Linked DNA regions of Zea mays: all the other regions are linked to region 3. A link is a contact called in public Hi-C data. All regions are on one chromosome and are shown on one strand. Each heading gives the region's core, a stretch centred on a gene start, on an enhancer-like site or on the middle of the called end of the contact. The rest is flanking DNA. Distances are from core to core; before and after follow the strand shown. Region 1 holds the start of LOC100285680 (ubiquitin-protein ligase). Region 2 holds the start of LOC100283062 (phi-1-like phosphate-induced protein). Region 3 holds the start of LOC103654243 (7-deoxyloganetin glucosyltransferase). Region 4 holds the start of LOC100278711 (EPIDERMAL PATTERNING FACTOR-like protein 1).

Evidence for each region. A called contact is a pair of places that touch in the nucleus more often than the background predicts.
Region 1: a Hi-C map of ear shows a contact between it and region 3, with 2.5 times the contacts expected there. The contact joins the promoter of LOC100285680 here to the promoter of LOC103654243 in region 3. A contact is called at or near these places in 5 of 25 Hi-C or Micro-C datasets (ear, leaf, seedling and 1 more).
Region 2: a Hi-C map of leaf shows a contact between it and region 3, with 5 times the contacts expected there. The contact joins the promoter of LOC100283062 here to the promoter of LOC103654243 in region 3. A contact is called at or near these places in 5 of 25 Hi-C or Micro-C datasets (bundle sheath, ear and leaf).
Region 4: a contact with region 3 is called in a Hi-C map of leaf, with 6 times the contacts expected there. The contact joins the promoter of LOC100278711 here to the promoter of LOC103654243 in region 3. A contact is called at or near these places in 7 of 25 Hi-C or Micro-C datasets (bundle sheath, ear, leaf and 2 more).

The regions. Positions count from the first base shown.
Region 1 is chr4:185,146,491-185,153,280 of Zm-B73-REFERENCE-NAM-5.0, reverse strand. It overlaps LOC100285680 (ubiquitin-protein ligase), which reads left to right and starts at 1,536. Exons shown (of 3, transcript NM_001158571.1): 1 at 1,536-2,250; 2 at 2,715-3,061; 3 at 3,737-4,681. The coding sequence starts at 2,742. The coding sequence ends at 4,424.
Region 2 is chr4:185,184,919-185,191,352 of Zm-B73-REFERENCE-NAM-5.0, reverse strand. LOC100283062 (phi-1-like phosphate-induced protein) reads left to right here and starts at 5,164. Exons shown (of 1, transcript NM_001155964.2): 1 at 5,164-6,350. The coding sequence starts at 5,257. The coding sequence ends at 6,204.
Region 3 is chr4:185,375,109-185,381,542 of Zm-B73-REFERENCE-NAM-5.0, reverse strand. It overlaps LOC103654243 (7-deoxyloganetin glucosyltransferase), which reads right to left and starts at 3,247. Exons shown (of 4, transcript XM_008681073.4): 1 at 2,387-3,247; 2 at 1,300-2,257; 3 at 535-1,207; 4 at 1-289. The coding sequence starts at 2,915. The coding sequence ends at 1,311. It overlaps LOC103654242 (7-deoxyloganetin glucosyltransferase), which reads right to left. Exons shown (of 2, transcript XM_008681071.4): 1 at 6,056-6,434; 2 at 4,877-5,924. The coding sequence ends at 4,984. LOC100381763 reads left to right here. Exons shown (of 6, transcript NM_001174565.1): 5 at 1-241; 6 at 554-915. The coding sequence ends at 657.
Region 4 is chr4:185,220,991-185,227,674 of Zm-B73-REFERENCE-NAM-5.0, reverse strand. It overlaps LOC100278711 (EPIDERMAL PATTERNING FACTOR-like protein 1), which reads right to left and starts at 3,045. Exons shown (of 2, transcript NM_001151897.2): 1 at 2,613-3,045; 2 at 1,956-2,480. The coding sequence starts at 2,717. The coding sequence ends at 2,244.

The DNA of each region.
Region 1 (6,790 bases), core at 287-2,786, 230 kb after region 3:
CCGCCGCTGTGCGAACGGCAGATTACATTACACACTTTGAACGCGGTCTGGTTTTCAATATACAGACGTACGTTCAATAATGGAGGCCGCGGGTCAAGGATTCTGCATGGATTGGAGCCCCCAGAACAGTGGCACTTGCAGAATGCATGCCTTCGTGCGAACCCTATTACTAATAAGAAAACTGTCCGGCGACAGGCAGCATGCATGCGTGCACGGCCAGGGTGGGCTACACGAGCTACGGTCAAGCTATACACACTCTTCTCTCAGACAGTCCTAGGTGTTGAAGGAAGGGCAACCGGCCGACACGGGCACGGTGCCACGGGCTTGTCATTCAACGCGACAGGGAAAGGAATCCACACTTGTCCTACCTCGCCATCATGCAGCCGCACGTCCCTGGCAGACACGTTCACATGACTCACGGCTAACGCTAGCTAGTAGGCGTAGTGACGATTGACGAACAAGGTCTGAGAAAGAGAGAGACAGAAATCCACAGAGTCCCCTGCCTCCCTGGCTAGTAGTAGTAGTGCTGGCTTCGAAGCCTTCAGTTGATGTTAAACGGGCCAATGCCCAAAAAAGTTCTGATAAATCATCGATGCAAAAAAAAATACAACTACGTTTGGAGGTGAGTTCTGATTAATAATTTGACCTCGCTGCTGCAGTTCACTCACTGTGACAGCGGAACCGCACGTTGCATCGGCGGCGTCGCGTCGCCGAGAAAGTGCCAACTTCTTAAGTAAAACAGACGGAAGCACCGACTGTGGCGATACAGTGCTCGTCACACACCACCTCCTAACGGCTGAAATGGCGATGCGGCGGAGGCCCAAAGCGTTGGTCCACTGCACACTGACGTGACCTTTGTGCCGCTGTCTTCGGTAATAGTCATTTTGTATTTTTATATTAGCCCCCATGCTCCCGTATATCTATCCTTGACGCCCAGCAGCGTCGGCGTGACAGTTTTTACTATCAACGAAATCTACCTAACCCTGGCGCATCCGCCAGTAGTTTCTCTAGCTTCGCTTCGCAGTAATGCTGAGCCGTGTCGAATCAGTGATGAAATCAGCTTTGGTTCCATAATAATAAAAGTCAACATGACACGACTTTAGAATTCTACTCTAGTTGTGGTAATGGTAACCATTTTCTGTGGATTGATGGGGTTTCTATAATATTTTATTTTTATAGATTAATTAAAGCTGCAGGTCCAGCTCCACTTGCAGTACATCCAACCAGATCCAACAATTTTTTTGTTCAACTGAAAACCTCTCCTGCTGCTGCTGTCTGAATAATGCTTCACATTTTTACCGTCTTCATTGGCTGGTAAATACAGTAAATTCTTGTTTGAATTTATGCGGGAAGAGAGACCCAAAAAAAAAAACAATTCCCAACGTGCCGTGCAATATCTGCGGATTGCAGCTGCATCCACTGCGCGCCGCGCGTTTTTTTTTCTCTCCTCCTCGACAACGAGAAGTCGAGAACACACACGCACATACGGAACGGAAGCTACTAGCCCGCAGCCTTCTTCAGTCTCCCGTCTTCTTCTGGTGCCCAACACATCCTCATTCTCAGGGTCGCCCTCTCGATTCTCCCTCAAGTCCAGTCCAGCCGGATCAGTCCCCTTCCCCTCCTCCACAAGGTGCCGCCTCCCGCAGATCCGAATTGGAATCTGGGCCTTCGTCTCCGCACCACCAATCCGGTAAATATACGCGGGCAATAAAAATCCCTCCCTCCCCCCCGAACCGTAATGATAGATAGCTGCTTGCCTGCTCCGGAGTTTCTTCCGCTGTTCTCTCTCGCGCAAATTTTTATGCTGGGCAAAGACGGTGTTCTTCAGCTTCGACCCCCAAAAAGGGCGAAGCTTTCGCGTCCTTCCCCACACACACAAATTACCTGGGAGCCGTAGCTTCTGTTTGGTGCGGCCACGGGGTGGAAGAAATGGTATGCGGGATGCTCGCCAATTGGCATGCTGCGCTTTCCGTCCCTGCAGCCGCAAGAGGCCTTCTCTTTTAGATCTGTGCCGCGCCTTCCTCTTCCTGGTACCCTGTGATTGGAGCCAGTATTGTTAGCGTTTAATGAAGCTGCTTTTTTCTAGCCGGCTTTTGGATGGTGCTTACTACTACATCGTATCAGTTGCCACCACTCTCGCGTGCTTTTGCCTTCTTTAGGTTTGCTCGCAGGGCACACAAAGCCATTTTTACTGCTGGAAGACTGCCGCTTTTAGTATCTCTGGGCTCTGGCTCTTGAGTGATCTCCAAGGTAAGCTGCCCCCTCCCCCCCCCCCCCCCCCCCCCCCCCCCCCCCCCCCCCCCCCCCCCCGCACTCGCTTGGAAGAAATGGAAATAAATAAAAAAATGCTTTGGCTCTCGGTTGGAGAGGGGCGAGGAATTAGCTTCCCCGCATCCTTCGGTGGTTTCTGATGTCTTGGTTAGAAAATTTTATGAGGTTGCTTGATAAGAATCGCATTTTCCTTCTATCTGATCTCTCAAAATGTTCGCTTATCTCTTGTTTTTGCTTGCCTCAGTCTACTTGCAAGATCTGTGTTCAGTTGACTTGAGTTCTTCTCAGCTTCTTTGATGTGAGGAGATTGGCGCACGAAATCACGTAGCAGTAGCTCTTATTCCCCACTCGCGTTTTAACCTGAGCTGCGGCAGTTGGCATTCTTCATTCAGTCGTAATGGATGGGATAGCTCGTAATAAGGGCGGTGCTTCGCCTGGTACAGGAAAGGGAAGGGAAGGGAAGGGAAGTGATGGGGGAGTGCGAGGACGGCAAGGAGTACAGGTGCTGGGAGGAGCTGCTGCCGGACGCGCTGGGGCTCATCTTCCGCAACCTGCCGCTCCAGGAGGTGCTCACCGTCCTGCCGCGGGTGTGCAAGTCCTGGGGGCGGGTGGTCGCCGGCCCCTACTGCTGGCAGGAGATCGACATCGAGGAGTGGAGCCAGCAGCAAAGCAAGCCGGAGCAGATCGGCCGCATGGTGGAGCTGCTCGTCGGCCGCAGCGGCGGCTCGTGCCGCCGGATCAGCGTCTCCGGGCTGCCCTGCGATCCGCTCTTCTCGTTCATCGCAGACAAGTAAGTGTGAGATCTGGCAATGCTCTCTGTTTTTTATTTTATTTAATTTCATTTTGTCACGATTCCTGTGGGCAGTGAACAGAACACTGAACAGTTCTGTCAAATTCTTGTGTTGTTCATCTGCAGTAGATTAGAATTCTAGCTCGTTTGCGTAGAGCAATAGATTAGAATTCTAAGCCTATCTGTCTGGTTTCGTTTCAGGCTGTCGGTTGTCTCAGTCAGAACAAGCCTTTCTATTTTGAATTTCTGATGTGCGAATTCAGGTCCATTTTATTTGTCTAGGCTGGCTTAGGGATCGTTCTGATTGATTGATTGATTAGGAGGCTAGAAGTGGGCCTAGTGGGATTTGATGCATTCCAAGGCACGCCTTCTGGTCTTGAATCTTACTTGTAGGATATAACAAGTTGAGCAATTTGATGTATATTGTTCTGAATTGTTTGCATTGTGAACTAGGATTAGACCTTTTTTTTTCTTCGAATTGTGTCCATTGGATTTGCAAGTACACACACAAGTACTGGCACACACTCATCAGGCTCTCACAATTACACCACGTCACGTTGCCTATTGGCAGATGAGGACAGTCATCAGTTGGTCCGCATAGTGTTGCTGTCATTCATTTCAGATTTTGCACTATAACTGATCCCTGCTTCATCTTTTTTTGAACAATCTGCCTAGTGCGCGAGCTCTTGGGACCTTGGAGATCCCCAGGAGTGAGATCAGCGACTCCGTAGTGGAAGCCGTGGCGCCGCGGCTATCGAACGTGACGTTCCTAGACATCAGCAGCTGCACGAAGATCGGGGCCCGCGCGCTGGAGGCGTTCGGCAGGCACTGCAGGTCCCTGGTGGGGCTCCGGCGGGTGATGCACCCGATCGACCTGGCGGACAAGGTGTGCCAGCACGACGAGGCGCACGCCATCGCGCGCAGCATGCCGAGGCTGCGGCACCTGGAGATGGGGTACATGCTGGTGGCGACGGAGGCGGTGCTGGAGATCCTGGAGCAGTGCAGCGAGCTCAAGTTCCTGGACCTGCGCGGCTGCTGGGCCGTGGACGACCGGTTCCTGCGGGAGCGCCACCCGGGGCTGCGCGTCCTGGGCCCGCGCGTCGTCGACGACTGCTACGAGAACAGCTACTGGGAGGAGTGCTCCGACTACTACTCGGACGAGGACGAGGACTACGACGACGACGTCGTCTCGTGGGGGTTGTTCGTGGACGACGACGACGACTACTACTACGCCGTCGGCAGCGACGACGACGAGGCTATCTGGGACGACGCGCAGGGCCTGGAGAACCTCGAGGTGAGGTTCTACGGCGGTGGCGGCTTCGGCGAGAGCTTCGCCGGCTTCGACTGGCCGCCGTCGCCGTGACGCGTGGCCCGCGAGAGCCGCCGCTGCGCTTGCGTTGCGCGGACCGTTTTCGGCTCTTGCTTATATACCGCGTGCGTGCCTGAGTCGTTGTTTGTTGTTCGTCCCCAAGCTTTGCTTGCAGATGTAAGCTTTCAATCTTTAAGCTCTAGCTTGCAGATATGTGAAGTGGACTGCTAGTAGTACACTCTAGCTGTAAACTCCGGTGTTTACCTGAAGCAAACCAGCATGCACCGGTGAGATTTCACCGGCGCCATCCCCATCCTACTATCTATTGTCGGCTACTCCTAGAGAGAGAGAGAGAGAGAGAATACACACTGATCTCTGCGTCGTGTCTCCTAATGAGTTCACCAATGTCAGGCAAACATGGCACCATGCAAGCCTGCAGCAAGGGTTTGTATCGTACCAACGCAGTGCGAAAGATGGCACGGCCGGCGTGGCCCGCATATAGGGGTACGGTACTGGACATGATCGACGTGCAGCGCCGCAGGCGCAAGGGAAGGACACTGGACACAGCGGCGGAGAAGAGTACCCTGCCCAGCTCGCTTTGAGTCTGAGATGTAGCGCAGGTGCAGCACAGCACATCAGCCAGGCACATGTCAATGCAGCGGAGGAGGAGGCCCCGGGCAGGCACACGCAAACAGCTAGGAAAAGCCACCCCACTTTTGGGCCGGACCGGACCGGACCACGGCGCCTGGCCGCCTGATCCCAAGATTTTGCCTTGCCCCTGAAACCATGTGACAAAGCGGGATCCTTTCTCAGCCTGAGTCCAGTGCACAGCCTCCCTCTCGCCCCTGCCACGTCAGCTCTCGCCTCCACTCTCGCCCCTGCTGCTCCAGTGCACAGGCTGCAGCAGGCTACAGCCTCAGGCTATAGCACACGTGGACCAATCAGAAGCCGCCACCTCACTGTCGCCCCTCGCTCTCGCCCGCGAAGACGCATCGCCAACGCGTCGCCCCGCTCTCGCCTGCCTATCGCCGGACGGTGGCAGTAACGCCCGCCGGGTCGCTCTCGCCCGCCTCCAGCCCCGCTCTCGCCTCCTGCTGGGCGCTATCGTCCTCGCTATAGCCTGCATTGTCACCAGCCTCAGAAATCAGAATCGGTGGGGAATGGGAATCGACGGGTGTTTTAGCCCTACCCGCCTGGCCGGCGTCCGTCCGCTGGCATCTGGCAAGCCGGTTGTCTCTTGCAAGACAAGTTAGCCCCGCCCCCGCCCTCTCGCTGCGCCTCTGCAAGCCTTGGCGCTGCCCGCCGCTGCTTGCTGCACTGCACGCTAAGATTCTGACAGTTTTTTTTTCCTTCTCCCAATTCCCATGCGGGCAGGGCAGGGCAGGGCCGCAGGGGGGAGGTGCGGTCTATTTTTTATTTTATTTTTCATCTACCTTGAGGTATGGTCAGGTCTGAATGGGAATGGACGGACATGCATCTGGCGTGCTCGTATTTTGACGCTTTCTGGGTGTGATCCGTACCGGCACTAATCCTGACAGAGGCCGCTTGGCCAGGATTTGCCTATTTGAGATCACGCCGCTAGGAACATGTGTATCAGGAATGATTCTTTTGCAACGGCTCGAAGATCCACACAAACAAATGAAGAAAGGGTCATGTATACGGACATGAACATCTATCTATCTTATATATAATCGGACATTTTCCTTTCCTCTCCATTTCAATTCTCGAGCCGAAGAGCTAGAGGCGCCAGTGAAAACCAAAAAGGCATGAAACTTTGATCTGAATGGAAAAGACGGCTGTACTACTGTGCTACATACACACATTTTTGGCAGATACCCCCAGCTTTTGTACAGCACTACGCTTTGCTGTGTGGCTGTGGGCCGGCCAGTGCCCGTGATCTTTCTTGATTAGTGCGGTCTCAAAAGCATAAACTCCTTTGAGATCCACAATTGGCCACCGGCATCAGGATCGTTAATGAGGATTCTGAGGGAGTAGGATGTAGTATAGTGACTGTGCTCTTGCTATTCCAAGCCATGCTCTTCTCTCCTCCTCACCTGCCACGCCTTTGTCCCCTAGCTTTATTAAACTTTGCGAGATTCTCTGTTGGGACTTGTGGTTGACAATAGCATGTAGGAGTAGGGCTGCCGCCTGCCAGCGGCCAGCCTTATCACGTTGCTGCTGCCCCTGTAGCCACCGCTGTGCTCTACTGTAACACTCTTTGGCATCAGCAGCATCATGAGGGCAATCAGAGGCCGTCTGCCAGTATTCTTCGTGTTGGAATGATGGGCGAAGGGGCGGGTCCGCGGGGGTGGGGGCAATGCCGTGATGGTAGAATATTTCAGAGGCTTTTATGTCGGCCTTGCGGTAAGACTGTGTTCAACGGTTACCTCTAAATTTCTCCTCATATATCCTACTCACGT
Region 2 (6,434 bases), core at 3,915-6,414, 190 kb after region 3:
TATGGAAGTTGATCTTTAGCCCTGTAGCCTCTGAGAAAGCATCAAGAACTGATTTTAGAGCTGTGATGTCTGCAATGTTGGCACGCAGGAGAATAAGGGTATCATCCGCATACTGTAAGACTGGGCAGGGGCTATCACCCACAAGCGGATGGTGGATAGAGGAGTTGCATTGGATCAAGCTCTGCAGAACGTCAGCAACCAGGAGAAAAAGGTACGGCGAGAGGGGATCTCCTTGTCTTAGTCCTCGCTTGCAGGTGAACCACGGGCCAGGCACACCATTTAGCAGAACGGCGTTCTTAGAAGTGCATAGCAGTTGTAGAATCCATTGTTGCCATGTTTGGTTGAACCCTCTAGCTTTCAGCACTGTAAGTAGCCCATCCCAATTCACAGTATCAAAGGCTTTTGCAAAATCCAGCTTAATGATCATAGTTGGAGTTCTCCTCTTGTGGCAGCACTGAGTCAGTTCCATTGCATAGATGAAGTTTTCAGTGATTGAGCGCCCACGAATAAATCCTGTTTGGTCCAAGTGGATCAGATTGTGGATTTCTTGTTGAAGTCTGGTGGTCAGGATCTTTGTAATTATCTTGATACTGCAGTTCTGAAGACTGATCGGCCTAAAAGAGTCAACAGACGTACACCCCTGTTTCTTGTGCAAGAGCACCATGTATGCTCTGTTAATTCTTTCAAGATCCACATTCCCATGATGAAAGGCACCCAGCAGATCCATCACTTGTAACTTAACTGTGTTCCATGCACTATAGTAGAAACAGGGGCCAAAGCCATCTGGCCCAGGGGCACTCATCTTGTTCATCGAGCGAACGGTCGTTGCTGCTTCCAGCTCAGTGAAGGGAGCAGTTAGAGAATCTGAGGCGCATGGATGACCAGCATAGAGCTCATGGACATCAAAAGACCAAGTGGAGCTGCCAGACTCTCCCATAATGTTGGCGAAGTAGTTTGTGAGGGCTGCAATTTTTGTCTCATGGCTATACAGTTCCTGCTCCTGTACAGTTATTTTGCTGATATGATTCATCCTTAGCCTCTGTGTAGCGTGGGCATGGTGGAATGCCGTGTTGGCGTCTCCCTCACGGATAGCCCGTTGCTTCCCACGCTGCTTCCACTATGCAGCCATTTCCTTGATGTGTTGTTGTAGCCTGTTCCGACAGAGCTCCCGAACCTGCATTTCAGCATCTGACAACCATCTCTCTTCCTCAAGGAAGTCAAACATTAGGATTATGAATTTGCAATTTGGCAGAATCTGAGGGGGCGCCCTGTTACGCCTGGCCCAAACCTTTACCGCAGATCTGGTGCTCTTGAGGCAGCTAGCAAGGCGTCCGGCAGCGACCGTAGAACCGGAGAGGCAACGCCAGGCCGGGAGGATGGAAGGGAGGAAGCCTGGTTTCTTGAGCCAGGCATTTTCGAATCTGAAGGAGTTGGACTTTGGGACTGTGGTGGACATGGTTGCGATGATGGGTTTGTGATCAGAAGTGATTCTGACAGATGAGGTTAGTAGGGCTGAGGGGAAGACATTGTTGAAGGTTGCATTTGTGAAGGCACGGTCGAGTCTGGCAAGGATAGGTGAGCGACGTTTATTTGACCAGGTGTAGAGACAGTCTAACAGAGGAAGTTCAGCAAGACTAAGGTTGTGGATCACGTCATTAAACTGATTGCAGAGGAGCTGGTTCACAGTGCCAGTGTTCTTATCTTTGGCATCGCGGATGAGGTTAAAATCCCCAACAATGAGCCAAGGCCCAGAGATGCTGGCACCAATTTCCAGCAGGATGTCAAGGAAGGCTGGGGTGTCTCTGTGGTCGGATGGGGCGTAGACGTTTGTGATGTGGATGTCAGAGTTCGAAGCGAGCAGACGGAGATGCACAGTTAGAGCGTGATGATGAACAGCATAGGAGGTGAGATGGAGGACGTCGGGGTTCCAGGCAGTAATTACCCCACCTCGCGTCCCAGCAGCAGGGATGTGCATGAATTTGACAGCAAGGCGTGTGGGGAGGAAAGAGTGTGCTTTAAAAGTTGTGATATCGTGGAGTTTGGATTCCTGGATGCAAGCTACATTTGGGGCAATAGACGCAATGGATTCACGAACAAGATTACATTTTTCCGAGTCGCCAAGACCACGAACATTCCACGACATTACAACGAGATTCTTGAGATTACACATAGGGGGGACTAACAAACACCATGAACACAAGGCTAGAGAGGGAATAGAGGTGGACCAGACCATAGACTAGACTGATGAGAACAGAACTAGATAGAGCAGAATAAGTAACTAGGACACAGACCCAAGATAGCCACGGGGTGCAGACCGACCAGCTCACTGCACCTTGAACACCACAGCTGTTGTTCATCATTCTTTGGCGAGCGGCACCACGCCAACAGTATTGGCAGTAGAACATCCCAGGCCTGCTGCACGGACTAGTTTGCGCAGCGCAGGGATCGGGATCGGCGCAATGGATCGACTGAGCAGCCCTTTTTTCTGAACTTCCTGTTTAACAGCAGCAGAGCAACCGTGGAGTGATTCCTTCAATTCTTTGAGTCTAGTAGCCTTCATTGAAGCATGGGCAAAATTGCCGTCTTCTTTCGCAGCAAGCCTGGAGCTCTTGCGGCGGATGGTGGTGATAACACTGGCACGGGGTGGACGACCAATGCGCACCAAACGGGGGGCAGAGGAGGCTATAGGCGAGTTAGTGGGGGTGTTGCAGGGTTTGACGGCCGAGCTATTCGAAGGGACAGGTTTGCTGCGGTCAGGCACATTTTTGGCATTGCATGGCATTGGGGATTGGGTGTTTGCTGGAGCGGTTGTAAGTCGGGCGAGGACAGCAGACATGCCAATGGTTGGAGTGAGAGCGAGCTACTCTGTACCTGAAATCAGCTTAAATTGCTGCTAGACTGTCCTTGACATTAGGACGATGCCGTGCCGGTACGGCATCCGTAGTAATGGCTGTTAAGGGGGAAAAAAACCATTACTACTAGCTACTTATACTGCTCGATTCATGTTCGTCGTGAATCAAATACGTGCTCTACTAGTACGGACGCGGATTCAGTAGTAACTTTTCAATTTGAAGCCACGTCGTAACTTTACCTCTGTCATCCACCCTCCAGTCAAGATCGAACGGTGGAGGAGATCGAGTGACGCCTCCCTGAAGGCCTGAACAAGAGATCGCGTTTGCTTGAGATCGTCCTCGTACACGCTGTCAGTGTCTGTATCCGCTCTCAGTCTATTCTCGCGCGCGCGCGTGTTTGAGTTCGTTCCCGTGGTTTCTCGTCAAGTTCATTCATCATCGCATCCAGGGAAGAGGGACTCCCCGCGCCGAGTTCCTCCTGGCACGCCTGATGTGCGTACTGCTCTCATCCTCCTCGCTGTGGTTGGATCCTTGCACCGCGCTCCCACGCCTCCTCCACCAAGCTATTCATGCTCTAACAAGCAATGGCAGTCACAGGCAAGCGAACACACGACGATCGCCCATAACGTGCCAATTGCCATGGATACTAGATCAACTATATCAAACATACATACGAGATATCTTATTTGAATGGAGTCACTAGTGTTTTAAACATTGGTCCCTCACTGTTACTTTTTTTTTGGTGCATGTTATTCTACTTTTTAGTGATGATACGAGTAGTTATGTACACATGCACATATCTGTCATCACAATTATCTAGTTATATTTCTACATTAAATTAGATAAGAAAATGTCTAAATTCCTAACAGCGGGCGCGTACGTCCTCATGTTTGTTGTGGTCCGCTGACATGCGGGCATTCGCTTTACGCCAACCGCCGTACGCTGACGAGCCTCGTCAGAGATCTCTATCTCATGCGATCCGATCGGCTCCGATCATGCGAGTGCGTCGTCTTCCCCGATTGGATTGGGAAAAGTGACGGGTTTCGCTAACCCCCACTGTGATCGTCTGTCAGCTCACGGTCTAGCATGCTGCATGCGATCCATATGTCAGTTATGTACGATACAAAGACGATGATGCAGTTGGTGCTCGCCTACTACTGGGATCGTAGCTGTGATGGTAGTACGATCTGACGGACCACTTTGTTCTAGCGTTGGCTTGGCCATGGAGATCTGGGATCGACGGGGTCCCAACTCCCGTCCCAAGTTTTGCCGTGTGTTGGGAAATAACATGGCAGGATGCCAGGATCACACGTTCCGATATAGGACATGATCATCCACCCATGGACTCCTCGCTCAGTCGCTTCCATTTTCCCTGCCATCGGGGGGTAATGACTGGTAGGTAGGCCAACCTGTCAGCCACTTCAACCCCCAATACGGCAATACCCATGCATGCAGGCCAGCACCAGCCTGGCTGGCAAGTTACGTGGATGAGGAATGGCCTAACCCTGATGCCACCGGCGACGGTGAGGCCTGTGATTGGATTAGTGAATCGTACTGACAAAGTGAACACCAACTGTTGGATAGTACCTGGGTATGCCTGCTGCTGCTGCTCCTCTGTTCACAGCTTGTAGTAAGTGGAAAACGGGCCCATAAACCAGTGAACCCAACGTTCGAAATCCACACAGGCGGTCCCGGCCCACCACCCCTCCCAACGTTCGGCTGCCTAAAATTTCAAGCGCCTCGAGAAGCCAACGTGCTTTTTACCCACTCCAGCAGTCCCCACTTTGCCCGTCCCCCACACAATCCCCAACTTGCCCCTACATTCCGCCGGGCTGCACCAAGTGCCGGGGTAAAGTGGTAAAATGGCAACCCAACTACAGCTGGGAGCTGGCAGGGTACGCAAAACCAGCTGTCAGTGACCGTTCGGGCAGCCTGTCTGTTTGTATCGCTTTTGCCCTCCACCTCTACAAAAAAGAACTGTTTTCAGCTTCTCATACTAAATTATTTCGAATAAAGCAGTTTATTTTGAAAACAACTATTTTCACTTACTCCCACAGACACAATTTCTGAGGTAAAATTAAATAAATCTTAAAATACTTATCGAATATTTATAGCTCTATCCGTAAAACTGTTTTTGAGTCAAACCAACGAAAAAAAGCTGACCGTACCCAACAGGCACTTGCTTTTGGTCCAGAAAGTGCCCCCTCGTCATACGTCACGCGCCGCGCCGCAGCCCTCACACTTCACTCACACACTTCGCCGGCTATAAATAAAGTACCCCCGCTCATCCTCATCCATAGCAAATCCTCGACACCGAGCAAGAAGCCAGGAACCAGCTCAAAGTTATTCGTCCAAGAACCCCACCCCACTCCCCGAATAGAAATTTCGTCTTGGAGAGCCACCAATGGCTTGTTCCACTGCATCTTTAGCGGCGACGCTGCTGGCGTTCGCGCTGATGTTCCAGGCCTGCGTCGCGGGGAGGCGGAGGCTCACCGCGCTCGTGCAGGAGCCGGCCATCACCATGAAGTACCACAAGGCCGCGCTCCTGTCGGGCCCCATCGCCGTCAACTTCATCTGGTACGGCGACTTCACGGCGCCACAGCGGGCGGTGATCACCGACTTCGTCTCGTCGCTGTCCGCGGCCCCGCGGGCGGCGGCGCAGTCGCAGCCGGAGCCGTCCGTGTCCACGTGGTTCAAGACGGCGCGCAAGTACTACGACACCTCCAAGGCGCGTTTCCCGGCGCTGCGCCTCGGCTCCCACGCCGTCGACCGGAACTGCTCCCTCGGCAGGCGGCTCACGGAGCGGGACCTCCTCAGGCTCGCCGCCAGGGGGGCACCGAGCCGCGCCATCAACCTGGTGCTCACGGCCGCCGACGTGGCCGTGGACGGGTTCTGCGCGTCCCGTTGCGGCACGCACGGCGCGTCCCCGCGGTCCCGCGCCGGCCGGTTCGCGTACGTGTGGGTGGGCAACCCGGCGTCGCAGTGCCCCGGACAGTGCGCGTGGCCGTTCCACCAGCCCGTCTACGGCCCGCAGGCGCCGCCGCTCACGCCCCCCAACGCCGACGTCGGGGTCGACGGCATGGTGATCTCGCTGGCGTCCATGATCGTCGGCACCGTCACCAACCCGTTCGGCAACGGGTTCTACCAGGAGGGCTCGGCCGACGCGCCGCTCGAGGCCGCCACGGCGTGCGCCGGCGTGTACGGCAAGGGCGCGTACCCCGGCTACGCGGGGGCGCTGCTGGTGGACCCGGCCAGCGGCGCCAGCTTCAATGCCAACGGGGCCCACGGGAGAAAGTACCTGGTCCCGGCGCTCGTGGATCCGGACACGTCGTCGTGTGCCACCTTGGGGTAGATTTCGCGGATCGTAAATTAGTGTTTGCGATGTGGCGGTGGTAGTGCTGTGGAGAGTGTTCCACGCGGCTAAAAGTTTGTGCTAAAGTAGTACTGACCAGGTTGCATTATTTCATTTGTTCAATGAAAATGAAGTATTTTCACGCACATACTACTCTTATGCATGTCGATTCTGCCTGCAATTTACTCGGTTTCCCAAAAGTTTTTGCCAGCTTGGTATGAATCATGACT
Region 3 (6,434 bases), core at 1,998-4,497:
CCTCAGATGTATGGTCCAGCCTCTCATTCAGTACCACCCTACCAATACATGGGGTATATGCCTAGTGGCCCAAGTCCAAGTGCTGGATTCTCACCGATGCAGCAACCCATGCGACCAGCGTTCTTTCAGCAGCCAACGGCACAGATGGATGGTTCTTTCCCACCAGGGCATTCGCTTCCGCCTAATTTCAGACTCCAGCTGCCCTCTCATGCAGTCTCAAAGGAATCTGACGATGCATCTGGTACGCTACTGTAATCCTTTCGGTTAACGTGGTGTTTGTTGCTGAAACCTGCAAAACAAACACATTTTGGTTCAATAGTTTTAATGTTGCAAGATACCTGTTACTATAAAATCTTTGTATCGTAAAACTGTCATTTCTGGGTGTATCTAACATAAGTTAACTACAGAAAAGTACTGTAAACAATCACTTTGTTTTCAATAAACTGATATCTTACCGCTGGCATGTCTTAGCAGGCTATCAGTCAGAAAAGTACTGTAAACAATCACTTTGTTTTCAATAAACTGATATCTTACCGCTGGCATATCTTAGCAGGCTATCAGTCAGCTCAGCCAACTTCAACTCCAGATACAATCGCAAACAACCAGGAAGATTCGAGGCCTGTAGTGTCAGATTCAGATACAAACACACCAAATTGACTTTCTAAAAATCCTGGCAACACGATCTGATGTCAATCTGATGCAGACTATTGGTGGTCTGTAACAGAGTCCTCATGATACTCTCACATCTTGACTGAAAAAGTTTCCCAAATATTTGTTCTTTCATTATTTCTAATTCCTTTTCTAATTCTTGCACTGCATTTCTTCACCGAATCCATTGTATCGCTGACTGAACTTCAAGTTCAAACTTCAGTAATTCGCTAGCATAAGTTCCGGTGGCATGTTAGTGTTCAAAGTACTACCGTGCTGTTAGTTCGTGTCTCAAATATGCAGTACAGTTTTTCATTGAGGAGCCACCCAGTTTTATTGCAGCAAGAACATTTTTTCTCTTCGATGTAGAGACGGCACCAATTTCAACTGCTGTTCTATTGCTCACAGAATCATAAAATGGTTCGCAGTTCGCTCTGTAGCATGGCAGGTGAAGCCACAGCTGACAGGCCTACCTGAAAATACTGACAGCAAGCTTGCATCTTCACTCTGAATTCTGAAATTGTCATGTTCATGCGACACCATATTTTCTACTGTGAAGCTGACCGTCATGAAAGAAACAAATTCAGTATTTATACTTATATATTACAAATTTGCTGGTAACATTATACTTCGGTTTTCATATGCACGTACTGTTCATATTATTAGCCTGCAGCTGTAGGAACGTTTCCTTCAAGCAGGAACTCGACCAAACGATCAATGCTGACGCTCGAGGTCCCGCCGCTTTCTGTTGCTGCCACGGCCTTCTCCTTCCACACTGTTGCCTTCGCCTTCATGTCTTTGCCTTTCTCGCCGTCCATGGCTTCTTCTATGAGCCGTGCCACCTCGTCCCTCGTGACATTGTTGTCGATCTCCAGTCCAATGCCCCAGTTCGCGCAGGCATATCGGCAGTTGGTCGTCTGCTCTGCGAAGAACGGCCAGCAGATCATCGGCACGCCGGCGCGTATGCTCTCCAGCGTAGAGTTCCACCCAGAGTGCGTCAGGAACAGCCCGGTGGACGGATGCGACAGGACCTGTTCCTGCGGGCACCAGCTGAGGAAGAGCCCTCTCTCTCTCGTCTCCGCGTAGAACTCCTCCGGCAGCATAGCCTTCTCGCCCGTGACGAGGTCCGGCCTGATGACCCACAGGAACGGCCTGCCGCAGTTCGCCAGCCCCCACGCGAACTCGGCGAGCTGAGCCGGCGTCATGACCGTGATGCTGCCGAAGTTGACGTACACGACCGAGCCGGGCCCCTGGGCATCCAGCCACCCGAGGCAGCTCGGGTCCTCCTTCCAGAGGTTCCCGCAGATCGCGGACGCGTCGGGACGGACCATGTCTCTGGCGAACGTGAGAAGCGGGCCGATGGTGTAGACGCGAGGGAAGACGCCGCGCAGCGCGCCCACGACGTCCTGCTCCAGCGCGTCGAACGTGTTGACGATGATCCCCTGCGCGCGGCGCGCGTTCTGGGCCTCCCCGCTGTCGAAGTGGACCATGAACTCGTCCGGGTCCGTCGTGCGGATGAAGCTGGGCATGTCTCGCAGACGGATGCCCCGCATCCCGGGCACCCAGTCGAGCACCGTGTCCAGGTACCCGTTGGTCAGGTAGCTCTCATCTGCAGCATGCGCAAGCGCAACGCAAACAGTACGTGTACATGTGAGCAACGCTGTTGCATAGAGCAACGAGTGGGCGCTTGATCGTCGACAGCTATAGCTATAAATGCTGCGGGTTGGCCGTACCGTACCTTTCAGTGGCACGTAGCCTCTGTCCATGAGCTCCTTGAAGTGGAGGTACCCCATGAAGCCACACGCGCTCATGGTGCAGAACACGACTGCCAGGATGCCCATCTCGCTGGCCACCCTCTGCGCGAAGCTCATGAAGTTGTCCAGTACGACGCAGGTGACAGGAGGACGGCCCGGCATGCCGTTGAGCCTCGCCAGGAGGTCACGGAACGGCGCGGCGCCGCTCCGGGAGAGCGACTCGCAGAGCGCGGGGATGTCCTGCGTGACGTCGTCGTCGCTGCCGGACGGAGGCAGGCCGTCGGGGATGGTCTCGAACCGGAAGTCGTCGAGGCCCGCCAGCGAGTCCGCGCCGCGGGACCGGAGCAGGCGGCGGTGGTTGTACTCGGAGTTGACGTAGGTGACGAAGAAGCCCCTCGAGTGCAGCACCTTGGCCAGCTGCAGCAGCGGCGTGACGTGGCCCTGCGCCGGGTACGGGATGAGCACCGCGTGGGGGCGCGCGTTCGAGCCCATCATCGAGGTTTTCCCTTGCATGTTGGATGACGCCGCAGATGATGGGCGTTCTGGGAGGGATATTTAACCGTCGGAGAGATGTGGCGATGGTCACCATGAATCTGTTACGGCATGTCGGTATAGTAGTAGGGCATATATGGCGAGAAGGACGGACATCACGAGCGAAGCAGACAGAAACTGAGAAAAGCCAAGGCGCTTGCGATCAAGGAGAGACGACGCAATCGATACGGCTCTTTGGATCATTGCTCATCACCACCTCATGTTTTTTTTTTGTTTTTTGTTTGGAAAGCTCGTTACACTTCTGCTCCAACACATCACGTAACAAGGCTATCTGATTTCAGATAGTGCCGGACAGAGATGAACATGCGCATGGTTGCCGTCGCGCCGAGACGTGGCTCGGAGAGCCGCGACAGAGCAGACGCTGACGCTTACAGCGATGGCTGGGTTTTATTGTCCCTGCGCTGGGCATTGATTGGAGCAGACACGGTCCACGGCAGTCGGCGGCATTGCGCCGGCGTCGACCAGCGCGAGTCCTGGCGCGGCCAACATCCATGGAGTCTTCATCAGTAAGCTAGGGTGTGGCCGTGTGGGAGAGTAGAAACTTGCCATTGGTGCATCGTCCACAATAGGTCAGCAGCTAGGGAACGCCAATGGCTTGCGACATTATTAAGGGAATTATTAAGGGGGTGTTTGGTTTGTAGGGACTAATGTTTAGGCCCTGTTTGGTTTCTTTAGTCACTCGACTAAATTTTAGTGACTAAAGTTTAGTTGCTAAAGTATCCTGTTTGATTCCAGTGACTAAACCGAACTAAAGAGCATTAATTGCTGTGAATAATGACTGTTTTACCCCTATTAATTAATAGATGTTTACTATAAGAAGAAAATTGAGAGGGCAAATAAGGTAAAAATACTACTTTAGTCCCTTTTAGTCACCCCTTGGTGACTAAAGAACTAAAGTTTAGTCATCCCATTTTAGTCACCATGTTTGCTTCTTTAGGGACTAAAAGTGACTAAAATTTAGTCACTAAACTTTAGTTACCCCTAACCAAACGGGGCCTTAGTCCCATTATTGTATTCCACTTTAGACTATAAATTGCCAAATTTAGAAACTAGAATAGAATTTTAGTTTCTATATTTAGCAATTTTGCAACTAAATGGAATAAAATGTAGGGACTAAAAATTAGTCCCTAGAAACCAAACACCCCCTAATTTAGAGGGACAAATGAACTATGCTACCCACAAACACACCACCAGATTTTTTTGGTGACGCTGACCATCGATCCCCACTTGCATTATACTTCTGTGTTAGTTTATGAGTGAGCGAGATGCGGAAGAGGTTGTAACAACTGATAATTATTATTTTGGCAGGCAGTGATGGATGTAGCAATTTCTCTAAATTAACTTTCTAAATTTAGCAATTTCTCATCTAACCCTATTTTCTCTCTACATTTGGCAACCATTTAGCAACTCCTAAACAAAAATGTTGACTGTATCATATAGGTAATGAAAGTGATTGTTGACATTTGTGACCTATCTTATTTATGTGCATAGATACAAAACAAAACTACAACCTATATTTAGAGAACTATTGGAGAACTCACATTTTTTACTCCAAAAGTTATTTAACAACTTTTTAAATCTGTAATTTAGGGAGCTAAAATTTACATAACCATTGAGGAAGATGAGCATTATTACTGAACTAGAGACACAAATTTCTGTATTAATTGTCTGTGTATACCATTTCCCCATTGTATGGCTATATGAATAATTATAAATTGTTGTTATGCTAATACATGTTAAATTTTGTTGGGTTTATAGTTTTATCTAACAGGTTTTTATTCTTGGATCTGAAAAATATAGATTATATCTGAAAATTAGACCAAACTAAGTTATAATTTAAACATAAAATATATGTAACGTGAAAGTAGCCTTAAATTTTGTACACCTTAGTTTTAGCAACTCCCATATTTAACATAGCTGGGTAGAGAATGATATCGGTTTTTTTCATTCGGAAAAAATAACACCCACTCAATTCCAAAAGAAAATTTTATTAGACTTTAAAAACCGGCACGAAGATTTTGAAGTAAACTCAGCAAGGGAGATCACTCCCTGCGAGCAGGAAATCGACCAGTCGATCCAAGTTTTTCCTGGAGGATCCACCATCCTCCACCGCTTGTCGAGCTTTCTCCTTCCACACTACCGACTTCACTCTCATCGCCTTTCCCCTCTCTCCGTCGATTGCCGCGCGCACGAGCCGCGCCACCTCCTCCCTCCTCACATCATTGTCGATCTCCATCCCGATCCCCCATTTGTCGCACACGTACCGGCAGTTCGTCGGTTGCTCAGCGAAGAAGGGCCAGCAGAGCATCGGCACGCCGGCGCATACGCTCTCCAGCGTGGAGTTCCACCCGCAGTGCGTCAGAAAGAGGCCGACGGACGGGTGCGAGAGCACCAGCTCTTGCGGGCACCAGCTCGCCAGGATTCCCCTTCCTTTGGTGTCCGTGACGAACCCCTCCGGGAGCATGGCGGTCTCGCCGGACACGAGGTCCGGCCTGATGACCCACAGGAACGGCCGGCCGCAGCCCGCCAGGCCCCAGGCGAACTCGGCGAGCTGCGCGGCGGTCATCACCGTGATGCTGCCGAAGTTGACGTACACCACCGAGCCCGGCCGCTGCGTGTCCAACCACCGGAGGTAGCTCGTGTCCTCCTTCCAGAGGTTTCCGCCGATCGCGTCCAGCTCGCCTCCTGCCGCGGCGTTCGCGAACGCTGCGAGTGGGCCGACAGTGTACACGCGCGGGAACTCGCGGCGCAACGCGTCCACCACGTCCTGCTCCAGCGCGTCGTACGTGTTGAGGATGACCCCGCGGGCCCTGCGCGCGTTCTGCGCCTCGCCGCCGTCGAAGTTGAGCATCACGTCGTCTCGGTCTGTCGTCCTGATGAAGCTGGGGATGTCCTTCAGACGGATGTCCGGCATGCCGGGGATCCAGTCGATTGCCGTGTCCAGATACCCGTTCGTCAGGTCACTTTCGTCTAACACAGAGTGCACAACAAGAACAAGATGTCACATTTCAGTTCTCGGAGTGCGGCTAGTTGATTTCGGCAAATTATCATTGGTTTCAAATCAGATCCAGCAGGACTGATACCAAAACTTGTAGGAGTACCTTTCAGTGGCACGTAGCCTCGTCTGATGAGCTCGGCGAAGTGGAGGTAGCCCATGAAGCCGCACGCACTGGTGGTCCAGAAAACCAAGGCCAGGATTCCCATCTCCTCGGCGACCCTTTGCGCGAAGCTCATCACGCCGTCAGCTATGACGCAGCTCACCGGCGGGCTGCCCGGCATGGCGTTCAGCCTCGCCAGCAGGTCCCTGAACGGCGCGGCGCTGTGCGCGGTGGTGGACAGGCAGAGCGCGGCGATGTCCTGCGTGACGTCATCGTTGTCGGACTGCGGCAGGCCGTCGGGGACGGCCTCGAAGTGGAAGCCGTCGGTGCCGGCGAGGGAGTCCTGGCCGCGGGACCGGAGCAGGCGCCGGTGGTTGTACTC
Region 4 (6,684 bases), core at 1,796-4,295, 150 kb after region 3:
GGTCGGGCGGAGCGGAGTTCGCCGTCTTCCGAGGCTGAGCCCGAGTCCGAGCCCTGGGTCGGGCGAAGCGGAGTTTCCTATGGAGCCTGAGGCCGGGCCTGGCTGCCTGTCAGCCTCACTCTGTCGAGTGGCACAACAGTCGGAGCGGCGCAGGCGGCGCTGTCCTTCTGTCAGGCCGGTCAGTGGAGCGGCGAAGTGACTGCGGTCACTTCGGCTCTGTCGACTGAAGGGCGCGCGTCAGGATAAAGGTGTCAGGCCACCTTTGCATTAAATGCCCCTGCGATTTGGTCGGTTGGCGTGGCGATTTGGCCAGGGTTGCTTCTTGGCGAAGACTGGGCCTCGGGCGAGCCGGAAGTATGTTCGTCGCTGGAGGGGGGCCTCGGGCGAGACGTAGATCCTCCGGGGTCGGCTGCCCTTGCCCGAGGCTGGGCTCGGGCGAGGCGTGATCGAGTCCCTCGAATGGACAGATCCCTGACTTAGTCGCACCCATCAGGCCTTTGCAGCTTTGTGCTGATGGGGGTTACCAGCTGAGAATTATGAGTCTTGAAGGTACCCCTAATTATGGTCCCCGACAATTAGAATTATGCTTTTTTAAACAATGCTTGTATGTTGTTGGATGACTGCTGCTGCTAATTAAGGCAGCTTTTTATAAGTTCTCATATTATTTCTTCATTTCTCTAGATATGGGTTCTTGGGAGGAGCAAGCTCATCAAACCTATCTTTTTTATTTCTCTGGACATGGGAGGAGCAAGCTCATCAAACTATATTCAGCAACCTTCACTATTTCTTTTCTTATTACATGTAGAGTACTCAGTGGATGCAATACATGGTTTGAAAATAAAGCAATATGTGAGCTCACAATTGGAAACTATGTGTATCTTGCAAAAAGGAGATAAAGTCATAATTTATTCTAATGCCAAAACGATTTGTATTCCATATTCTCCGGAGTGAAGGTTCTTTGTGAAGCATATGGGAAAAAAAGGCTTGTATTCATTTTATTTTGACATGATATCTACCTGGATGTGTGAATGGATATGAATTTTTTCCCATAATTTTGAGCTTTATGAGGACATTTAAATGTGTAAATGGATATGAAGTTTTCCATTAATTTGAGCTTTATGAGGCTATTTGAATGTGTGAACGGATATGAAGTTTTCCATTGTTTTGAGGTTTATGAGGCTATTTTATATTTGCCGTTGTATTATTGTGAGCATTATTTTGAGCTTTATGAGGCTGTTTTTACAATCCTTGCATACAAATTAGGCTATTGGGGTTTGCACGGGATGGGACACTGGCCCCCTGTTTCCAAACGGAATAGGGGTAAATTCTCCTTCAGAGCTGGTTCGGTTCTATTCCAGTCCATATAGATTGAGAGAGATTGAGGGGGTTTGAATCTTAAATTTTTTCTCAATTTGTATCAATCTTTTTCGATACATATGGATTAAAATAATCGAACAAGGTCCTAGGGCTTTTACCCATTGGAAAATGAATGTGAGGTATAAAATCCCCGGCCGGAGTTTTCTCCCTGTGCTATAATAACCACGGCTGCCAAACTAGTACACAAAACACATGGGCTCCTCTCCCTCCTCACTGTCCCGTACGGACGACGGGCTGGGCGCGAGGAAGACATCTCACTACACAAAACACATGGCGAAGCATCAGAGCCGTACGAAGGCGGCCATGGCCACACAGCCCACAATAACTACGCAGCAGTGTCAGATTAAAAATCGCATCATCAGGGTGGGGTGGGGGCTCTCCCTCGGCGTGTGTCCCGCGCGGCCACACGTCACGCAAGGTTACAAGACGCAAGAAGCCGGCGGATCAGCGGCACTGCGATCCAGCGGTAGATTCATCAGGCTAGCAGAACCGTCAGGCGAGTCACATGCTGCCGCGCAGGCCTGCCTTCAGTCTGTCATGACCAGAGACGGAGAGAGAGAGAGCACTGGCCAATCAGCGGTCGGTAACCACTACAACTTTTACTGCTCACGGTCACGGTTACTCTTTACACGCGAGTAAATTGTTTCAGCAGAGAGCAAAAAAAAAATGGCTACGGCTACGGGCGGTACAAGCTGCAAGCTCGAACTAGTAGAGAATAGAGAGAGAAATAATAAGCTTGTGAAGCAAGCCGCCATGGCCCATGGGCATGCAAAAACCAAGAACAGATGACACCAAGAACCTGGATGGCCTCCAGTCTCCCCCACCCTACCGGACCGGAGCAGAGTGCACTGGCGTTGCACGCTCGGCTAGGGGTCGTACAGGCGGCCGTCGCAGCCGCATTTCCACCCCAGCGGCTTGTAGTCGGAGTAGCGGGAGAAGCCGGCCACCGCGTCGGCGTCGGCGTCGGTGACGCGGGCCGCGCGCCCGAGCCCCGCGGGCGCGGTCGTCACCTGCACGGGCATGCAGGGGTTGCAGGCGCTGCACCGGTTGCGGCAGATCGGCGGCGTCGACCCCAGCCGCGACTTGTCCTCCGCCAGGTTCTCCTGCGCCTCACAGAAACGCAACGCACTGTCAGTCTCAGATGAGTCCGAGACGCACTTACGCGGCACAGGATCGGGAGTCATCAGGAGGGAAACACGAAAGCGACGTCGTGTTGGGTGGCGATGGTCTCGTACCTGAGAAGGGGAAAACGTCGCGGTGCGGATGCTGGTGGCGGCGCCGAGGAGGAGGCAGAGGGACACGGCCGCGACGAGCGCTCGGCGAGGTGAGATCACGGCCATGAGACCATCTCCTCTTCTTACAGCCAGGAAGGAAGGATGGATGGATGGATGTCTCTGGGCCCGCAGCAGGTCGATCGAGGGCAAGGGGAAGCAGGGAAGCTTGCTGGACTGGACCAAGATTATTGAAGAAAGCTACCTAGCTTCTGCGCCGTGTAGATTCTCCCAAAAACTAAAACCTAGTATAAAAGACAGATGCTATATATGTGGATCCTCGGCCTCGAGCTTCCGAGGTGGCTATGGAGATGCGCAACTGCGAAAGGGAAGCAGGTCACAGTGGCCTATATGAAGGGAGGTTGCAAAAGGGAGCAGAGGAACGAGACGATGACATGGACAATTCTAGTATATGTATGTGTATATATATACAAACGTGGGGGACGGACGCCACGGCCGGTAAGGACAGGACCGGTGGCCACGCTTGGTTTGGTTTTAACACGGCCTTGTCCTTGTGCCCTTGCCCAGTTGCCCTCCATACCAGTGGCGCGCGTTCTACTGCGCCCGCCATCTCTACAATCGAGGTGCGAATTGAAAGGAGAAGGTTGGATTGGATGGCGCCACGACACAACAGTCGCTATCGTTCTGGGGACATGGCCGGGCTCTACACTTTGACCGTCTGTCGTGTCACAATGAATGAACGAATGGAATCATCAGCTATGTTTCACAGAAATATATATAATTCTGAAACAGTTGCTATAGTAGGGTAGATTCAAATTTAACTAAACAGTTAACATCATGAGATGTATTTTTATAATATATTTGCATTAACGTCATAAACATTGATATTTTAATATTGTTGGGTTTAGGCATTTATAGTAAAAATTTAATAAAAAACAATGTAGTGTATGGGATGAGATATATATGCGTGTGTACGATTACTCGCATAAACAGTAAATAACAATAAAATATGTACAAATATAAAGACATCTTGTGTGTATGTAGTCATACAAAGTCGATGCACGAATATGCATGTCGTATAGTCCCTCGAACGGCCACCGGAAGACGAACAGCAGCACGCGTCGCCCAGATAAGACGAAAAAGAACAAGATGTAGACGAAGCAACGCTGTGTCGAACGGATTACGCGAGCAGTCGCGAGTACGCTCCCCAAAAATCTGATATCGCTCGCACACTTGTGCACGTGTATCTCTGCGGATGGCGATTTCGGAGGCCTGCTCTCCCACTCTTTATATGTTCGCAGAAAGTGGGACGGGGACGTGTTGTTTGCAACGTGTGTGAGAGATCGCACATAATTGAAAAAGAGTCCTCCCTCTCCATTTTTATAGGCAGTCAGAAGGACAACAGGTAGGAACGGTTGTGTCATTAGAACTACAAACCGACGAGTACTTGACGTCCATTACCAGCCCAAAAATACGCAGCCATTTGAAAAAAAAATTATTTGGACTAAGATCCGATCTACCACAAGCCACGGCCAGACTCACGTGGCGACAGCGGCGCGCGCACGTGGCAGTCCTTAATCATTTTTCTCAACTTCTCAATAGATATACTAATGATCTATGTATTTAAGTTGATTGATTTGTCCCTTGAATTTCCAATATAGTGCTAATTTATTAGTAAACTATAGTATTTAAAGTAATCATTAGTATTAACTATCATTGTATTTTAATTAAGCCAAACGTACATTTATCGAACACCAAAAACGGAAAGGTAAAGACTAGGAGCACGAGACAACGGGCAGTAACTATAGCTTCTCGTTATAGTTTTTCAAACGGAGGTAGTGTAAACAATTGCGCATTAAAATCGGGGATGCCTGAGAATCGGGGATGTAGCGGGTGATGGGCTGCTGCTGATGAAGGACCCCGCACCGTACGAAGCTGATGAGTGCTAACGCTGGCTGCTGTCCTACCAGCTAAGCTATAAACAGTAGCTGAGGCAAAGCTCGGATCTGCATGGCTGGATGGTCCAATCCCTGAATCCTCCTCCCAGCAGAGACGAGGTAGACCGGCGACCTTTCGTCTGACTGGTGACCCATCCTTCAGCGCAGCAGCAGCAGCAGGAGCAGCTTCCAGCCGAACAATGAAGGGCTCCGTACGGTCGATAATTCAAGCAACGAGCATGAGCGGTGTGCTGGGCAGGCAGCAAGAGGACACAGTCGAAACGACTACTCTACTCACGTGTGTCAATCGACCAGTCAAACATTCGTGGCCTTGTTCCGCGTGTAGGTCAGCCAGCCAGTAGCATGGCATGGGATCCCGGTGGCAGTATGTAGTCGATCGAGCGCAGACCGCAGGGTGAAAAAGACGGCAGGCAATAACGATTCACCAACGAATACGGCAACTCTGTTGCAGCCAGCCATGGAGACGTCTCAGATCTCCCTTGGTCATTCATACAGTACGGACTAGTGTCTTTTCACTTCTCTCGGTCTCGGTCGGTGTTCATGCCAGGGCGCCAGGCTTCACGCATCAGCAGCGACAGGTCAAAGAAAAGAAGCCAGCACACAGTCGACGACGCCGAGAAAAGACCAAGAACACCACGCCAAGGCCTTACGGTTACGGCCTTCAAGCTGCGGCTGCAAGAGTGTCCAGTCCGGTGATGCTCACTGTTCATTGTTCATTGAATTCGACCCGTTCCGGCGTTTCCGGCGGGGGCAGCGGATTCATCAATTCGCCCGCCGTGGCGGAATCTGTTGTCCGTGCGCGTACGCGGCTACGCTACGCGCCTACGCTACGCCTGCGTCCTGCGACCGCCATCTCCAGCTGCACGGCTCACGGTCCGATACGAGACGAGAGCGATAGAGGGAAAGGCAAATAGGCAATAGGCAAGCAAAGCAAAGCGTTGCTGATTGCAAGATGGCAGTACTAGAATGGATGGGACGCTTCGACTGCAGCTGCTGAGACGCGAGCACGCGGCGCCTCTCGGTCCGGGATTGCCCCAGCGAGTGCGAGACGCTTGCTGTGGAAAGCTGCGCTGGCGCTGAGCAAGGATACTGCACAATCTTCAGCTTTCTATCGACTGGTCGTCGTCTATCGATCGAGCTTTACTACACAACATGATCGTGCTATACTACTCTCGATGCTCGAAGCCTCCTGCATCGCTCTCCATCGTTGACTGCGACTGGCTGCCAGGGGCCAGGGGAAGCGTCAAAGAACCACGGGCAATATGACTGGTACGAGTCATCATGAACAAAAGTTTTTCTTTTTTTCTTTTTTGCAAAAATATTACGCCGCTTTCTCATATCATGACCATCCAAAGAATTCCGTGCTTCTGAGCTTAATAATAAGAAACCGAAAACGTTTTCGAATATATCCATATGATGTCGATGAAGCGATTGTCGTATCAATCATATGAGAAAATAATTAACTACGAGGGACTCTTCTATAGCCCATAGTGCGTCATCTTCAGTTAGGTCATTTTGTTCTTCAAAGTGTTTTTTTTTCTTTTACCTTAACGCATTCTAGGAATAATGGCTCTATGTCCATCTCTTATGCTTTTTTTTTTGCAATATTGATGTTGTGGTTGAAGCCTTCATATCCATACTTTATAAAATAGGAAATGGCCCCTTTAGTTCGTTGAAACAAAGCATCTATGCGCACAGTCTAAGATTACAGTTTTTTACTCACCGTATTTATAGAAAAATAGACTAACATGCAAAATAGTTGTACCGCATAAAAAATAACTCAAAATTCTCAAGTGCAGTTACTAAACTTTTGGGGGATCACTCAATCATTTTGGGTCATTTGCATACCATCTCTCTACTTACAGCAAAACATCCTTTATTTGGGGGAGTTCGGAACCTAGCAATTTGTACACTTTTTTATCCGACTCTCCTAACGAGCAGTGAACAATCATTTGACTTTTAGTTTTGGAATATTGTCAAGCAAATTCTTGCACCTTTTAAAAGAACTTGAGAACAATCGTATGTACCCATTGTATACCACTAAAGAATGAAATGGCTTTGGTACAAGACTATGCCATATCAGCAAGAGTCAATATAGATTATGACAAGTGATGAGG